Regions from separate parts of the Ovis aries genome. Here region 1 is linked to region 2. The links are chromatin contacts, called in public Hi-C maps. All regions are on one chromosome and are shown on one strand. The core of a region is the stretch at or near the end of the contact, and the rest is flanking DNA. Distances in the headings are between cores, read along the strand shown.

Evidence for each region. A called contact is a pair of places that touch in the nucleus more often than the background predicts.
Region 1: a contact with region 2 is called in a Hi-C map of liver, with 6 times the contacts expected there. The contact joins two enhancer-like sites. A contact is called at or near these places in 12 of 16 Hi-C or Micro-C datasets (blood, hypothalamus, liver and 5 more).

Annotation. Positions count from the first base shown.
Region 1 is chr2:9,056,470-9,059,253 of ARS-UI_Ramb_v3.0, forward strand. No RefSeq gene overlaps it. Among named protein-coding and RNA genes, the nearest start is that of TNFSF15, 71 kb to the left of the region's middle. Within about 2 kb of position 1,277, at least 4 of the 54 cell types and tissues checked have an H3K27ac peak or open chromatin away from gene starts, as enhancers often do. A contact at or near this core is called in liver, where this site is marked.
Region 2 is chr2:8,774,016-8,776,995 of ARS-UI_Ramb_v3.0, forward strand. The region is part of intron 2 of LOC121818580 (a long non-coding RNA gene); the gene reads right to left. Among named protein-coding and RNA genes, the nearest start is that of TNFSF8, 81 kb to the right of the region's middle. Within about 2 kb of position 1,601, at least 2 of the 54 cell types and tissues checked have an H3K27ac peak or open chromatin away from gene starts, as enhancers often do. A contact at or near this core is called in liver, where this site is marked.

The DNA.
Region 1 (2,784 bases), core at 27-2,526, 280 kb after region 2:
CCCGCAGTGGGACCCAGCCCCAAACACCATAAGCGCCAAGCAGTGGTGGCAGTTGGTTTTTTCCTAGAAAAGCCCCCACAGTGGGACTGGTCAGGATTCTGGCTTCATACATTTCAGATTCCTGTTCTCAGCGCTCCTGGAGAGTCTGAGAGTTTCCTAAAACCCTTTCAAAAATTCCTTTGCTACTTAAATGAGCCCGAGTAGATTCTGCCATCTACAACTTAGAACCAGGACCACGAGAGCTCCTGTTGGCTGCTAGTTTTAGTCTAAATCTCCAAAGTGAAAAGAGAAAGTGAGAGCCGCTCAGTTGTGTCCGACTCTTCGTGACCCCGTGGACTATAGAGTCCATGAAATCTTCTAGGTCAGAACACTGGAGTGGGTAGCCTTTCCCTTCTCCAGGGGATCTTCCCAACCCAGGGATCAAACCCGGGTCTCCCTCATTGCAGGCAGATCCTTTACCAGCTGAGCCGCCAGGGAAGCCCAAAATCTCCAAAGGAGAGCTTTATTGAAAAGAAGCTCTGGTCTACATGCTGTTCAGCTCCTATCCCAATTCTATCGAATACAGATTCAAACTCTGCCCTAGTCAATACCTGTGTAAATTGTCCTTTCATAAACCCGTTAGAAACAGAGGCAGTCTGTTGAAGCCCAGTGAAAGATGACCAAAGGAATGAGTGGGGAGGAGGAGATGAGGTCCGAGGCCACCACTGGAAATCCAAGTAGCCTGAGACCCATCGTTTCACTACTGTGAGCCTGGGTTCCCCAGCCTGCGAAATGGGAGGACAGCATCTGGCACAGGGAACTGATGTGAGATCAAAAGAGCAGTAGATATGAAGATCCCTTGTCTAACTGTAGCTCTAAGGAACAACTTAAATAGTGTCCTTTCCCATCTCTCTCCCACAAAAGGCAGGCACTGGATCTTCGCGATCAGGTCTCTCAGACTGGGGGAGGGGGAGGCGGGGGTGGGAGGAGGGGCTGCAGGGCCAAAACATGGGTCATATCGCCCTCTGGTGGATTTAAATGGAAAGGATATGGTTTTCAAATGGGCGACAAAGCTACAAAAACAGAACTCACCGAATCCTAAAATTCCAGAAGTGAAAGGGATCTTTGAGACCACTGAATCTAACATGCCCATTTAAATATGGGACAATAATAAAATTCCGAGAGGAAAAATTCCTTTCCTGAGGTCTTACCAAGAACAAAGCTCAGAGCCAGGGCCAGGCCCCAGCCCCTAATGCACATTCAAAGCGAGAACATTCTCTCTGACAGAAACACAGAAACCCTGAGTGGTCAGGGTCCGCATGACCTTGAACTCTCGGCACAGCTCAACGATGTTGTCAGCAAGTAGCACTTTAGTTGAACTCTGCCCAAGATTGGGTAATTTCCCCACCCAGTTTTATTGTCCAAAAGTTGTCACTTCTTTTTAAAACCTACCATGTCAATGTTTTGATTTCAGTACAAACAGACCAAGCTATAGCTATGGCAACTTCTTAGAAACTTAGAAAATATTCTCAAGCATGACTGGGTAATTCTAAGAGAAAAGAACAACAGAATGTCTAACTTCTCCAGGAACTACAGAAACCTTTTTTTTTTCCAGACCAATCTCTCCCATAGGTGGTTATCTATGAAGATTGAACAGTCCAAAGAAATTAAACACAAATTACCTTCACCTTAACACAACTGCCAGCCTAAGTCTGACTCATATAAGTCCCCACATTCTTCAGTTCAGTTCAGTTCAGTCACTCAGTCGTGTCCGACTCTTTGGGTCCCCATGAACCGCAGCACACCAGGCCTCCCTGTGCGTCACCAACTACCGGAGTTCACTCAAACCCATGTCCATCAAGTGGATGATACCATCCAGCCATCTCATCCTCTGTCATCCCTTCTCCTCCTGCCCTCAATCTTTCCCAGCATCAGGGTCTTTTCCAGTCAGCTCTTCCCATCTGGTGGCCAAAGTATTGGACTTTCAGCTTCAGCATCAGTCCTTCCCATGAACACCCAGGACTGATCTCCTTTAGGATGGACTGGGTGGATCTCCTTGCAGTCCAAGGGACTCTCAAGAGTCTTCTCCAACATCACAGTTCAAAAGCATCAATTCTTCAGCACTCAGCTTTCTTTATAGTCCAACTCTTACATCCATACATGACCACTGGAAAAACCACAGTCAAGCCTTGACTAGACGGACCTTTGTTGACAAAGTAATGTCTCTGCTTTTTAATATGCTGTCTAGGTTGGTCATAACTTTCCTTCCAAGAAGTAAGCGTCTTTTAATTTCATGGCTGCAATCACCATCTGCAGTGATTTTGGAGCCCAGAAAAATAAAGTCAGCCACTGTTTCCACTGTTTCCCCATCCATTTGCCATGTAATGATGGGACCGGATGCCATGATCTTAGTTTTCTGAAAGCTGAGTCCTAAAGCCAACTTTTTCACTCTTCTCTTTCACTTTCATCAAGAGGCCCTTTAGTTCTTCTTCACTTTCTGCCTTAACGTTGGTGTCATCTGCATTTCTGACGTTATTGATATTTCTCCCAGTGTTCTAATGGTGCCCAATTAGCCATCTTAATAAATGCTAAAAATATGCAGGCCGTGTTGGATCTTTGCCATGGAGAAGCATTCCATTGAAGGCAATTCTTAGAAGTCTCTCTCTCTCTTTGTTTTTTTAACCTCTAAATCCCTTTGGGATCTGAAGACTTTGTTGAAGACAGGGCTCAAATAAGCCCCCAGAGCTCTGTTCCCAGAGAGAGCAAGTGGGTCTTTGAATGACTCACCCACCCCTACCCCCAGCA
Region 2 (2,980 bases), core at 351-2,850:
TGTCTAAACTGCGAGTAAATTAAAGGCAAGTTCATTGGCCACTATTCAAATCGTCACCGCTCAGGTCTGAAGCATAATCTACTCCTTCTAGATCCTTCCTGTTTCCTTTCGCTTCCCAGTGACTCAATTTTGCTTCTGTTTAACCCATAGGTAGGCAGGCTTAGTTGCTAAGTTGTGTCCGACTCTTGCGACCCCCATGGACTGTAACCTGTCAGGCTCCCCCGTCCATGGGATTTCCCAGGCAAGAATACTGGAGTGGGTTGCTATTTCCCTCTCCAAGGGATCTTCCCAAGCTAGGGATTGAACCTAGGGGTCCTGCACAGCAGGCAGATTCTTTACCAATGGAGCCACCGGGGAAGTATAAACCCCCACAAATCTCTCTGCAGAAAAGTAAGACAGAAGATAACTAAAACAAAAAAGCGCACCCCAGCTCCCAACATGGGCTTCTCTAGTTTGAAAATAATACCTGATTTCTCTCCCTCAAATTCACCGTCTTTAAATGAGTGATGATGCCAAAAATAATATCATCGAACACTTGAAACAGCTCTGGATATATGCCAAGTACTACTGTAAGTGCTTCTCGGGCAGAAACATGTGTGACTTTCACACACACACACAAACCCTAGGAGATAAATAACGCCAGTATGTCCATTATCCAGAGGAGGAAACTGAGATACAGAAACACTAGGTAACTTCAAAACCACACTCTTGAGGCGGTGGTTTCCTTAAAGCAATTAGGATTAAAATGGAACACTTTAACTTAGAACCTCATCACCCAGGAATCATGACGATGGCTGCCCTCTGTATCTACATTTCCACATTCCCAGATTCAGCCAACCACGGATCCAGCAGCACATATTTATTGGAAAAAAAATCCCTGTATACAGGAGGTGAACAGTTCAAACTCCTGTTGTTCAAAGGTCAGCTGGACCCTTGATACACTGCCAAGGCTGGCCAGGGAGCCGGCCCATACTGTAGACCCTGGTTTTAAGGGTAAAGAAGAACGTCTTTCCCCTACCACTCAAGCTTACTCTGAGGAACTGCAGAACCCAGCTGTACAAACAACGAAAGAGGTTGCTGGTTGTAACTGAGTCAGAAGGGAAGAAAGTCCGCACACATAAGGGCCCGCGACCTACTGTTTTCTCTGTCTCCCAGGCCGACACATTATTCTGCAGGCTCTTCCTGACTTGAGGCCTGTCTCCCAGCGTGGGGTATTGAGACAGGGATCTCGAGGTCCTTGAGAAAGGAACACCTGAGCTGGCCTACAGAGCACTGACCGCTCTCATCTGGGGCTTGGAAATCTATGGTCACTAGATGGCAGGGTCCTGCTCTTCTGCATTACAGAATTCTAGGGGCCACTTCAGGCCACTTCCCCTTTGGACCAAGACTCAAAAAGAGACTCTTTCCTGTCTTAAAATCCGATTACCTTCAGAATTTCAAAATGACCTACAGGATAGAAATGTGTCTTCACTGAGGTGTGTACATAAGTCGTCACTTCTCCCAACCTTGAATGACATCACTGGTGTGGTTACATTGAGGCAGACAAACCCAGAGATGGGAAAGTGCCCTTCAAATGACAAAGCAGAACTAGAAGTACGTCTTGTCCTTCCCCAAGAGACTCCTGCCCGCCTGGCACTGTCTGTGGAAATAACACCGGACCTTCAGTCTCCTCCTGAGTTCCCACTTCCTCCTGCCTGGTTAGTTTTTGCTAGGTGCTTGCCTCGCCTGCGTTCCTGACTCTGACATTTCCTACCCCAATATCTGGCAGTCAATCAAAGCTTTAGCACTCCGTTGGCACCTTCTCCCTGGACCAGCACTGACATTTGACCCCTAGTTTTCTGTAAAGATGAAGAAGGAAATGGCAACCCACTCCAGTATCCCATGGGCAGAGGAGCCTGGTGGGCTACAATCCATAGGGTCGCAAAGAGTTGGACGCGACTGAAGCAACTTAGCACACGCACACACTTCTGTAAAGAGGGCTTCCCAGGCAGTGCTGCTAGTGGTAAAGAACCCATCTGCAAATGCAGGAGACATAAGAGGCATGGTTTCAGTCCCTGCATCAGGAAGATCCCCTGGAAGAGGGCACAGCAACCCGCTCCAGTAGTCTTGCCGGGAAAACCCCATGGGTGGAGGAGCCTGGTGGGTTACAGTTCAGAGGGTCGCAAAGAGTCAGACACGACTGAAGGGATTTAGCCCACATGTGCTTTTGTAACCACCCCAACCCAAGCCTGGTGCAGGTCTTGTGTGAACCTGTCCCAACACCCAGACGACCTATCTAGGCTAGTAGGTTTTCAGCTCCACTGGCCAGTCTGCCAGAGAAGGGTCTGGGAGGGAAAATGGGGAGTGGAGTAATCACACCTTCAGATAGAATGCAAGGAAAGCCCCTTTCGAGAAGGTGACTTTTGAACCTAGGCCATAGAGTGAGCAGGTCATGGGCGGAGTGGAAGGCCCCGAGTGAGAAGCAGCTTGCCGAGCTGCTCCCGCAGACTCTGCCTGTATCCGACATCCTCCGGCTATCAGGGTGGCTGCAGTGGGCTGCTGTCCCTCAAGCACGTGCCTCTAAGTCTCCCCACCCTCTGCCTCAGGGCTTTCTTCAGAACCTGGGAAGCCTCCTGGGGTCTAACTCAGGGATGTTTCCAAAGTGGGAAGTGGGACTGCCCTGAGAAGCTCTGACATCCCAAGCGGGATTAAGAGAGCGCTACAACCTCTCCTTCCCCGGGACAATTTGGAGGCGTGACTGGCAAGGCTTCTCACAGGAGCCCTGGTGGGATAGAGCCACAGCTGCCCAGCGCAAGAACTGCAGACCAGAGCCCGCGCTGGTCCTCCCTGCCACATCCTGCCCACGCCCTCACGCCTGCATCCCGGGACCAGCTGCAGAGCTCTCCTCTCAGGCTCAGCCTCAGGCCTGCCAGACTGAGGCGGTGAAGCTCAGGGTGGCTGTAATGAGGAGCAGGAGGGCCATCTCAGACTGGGTCCGTGA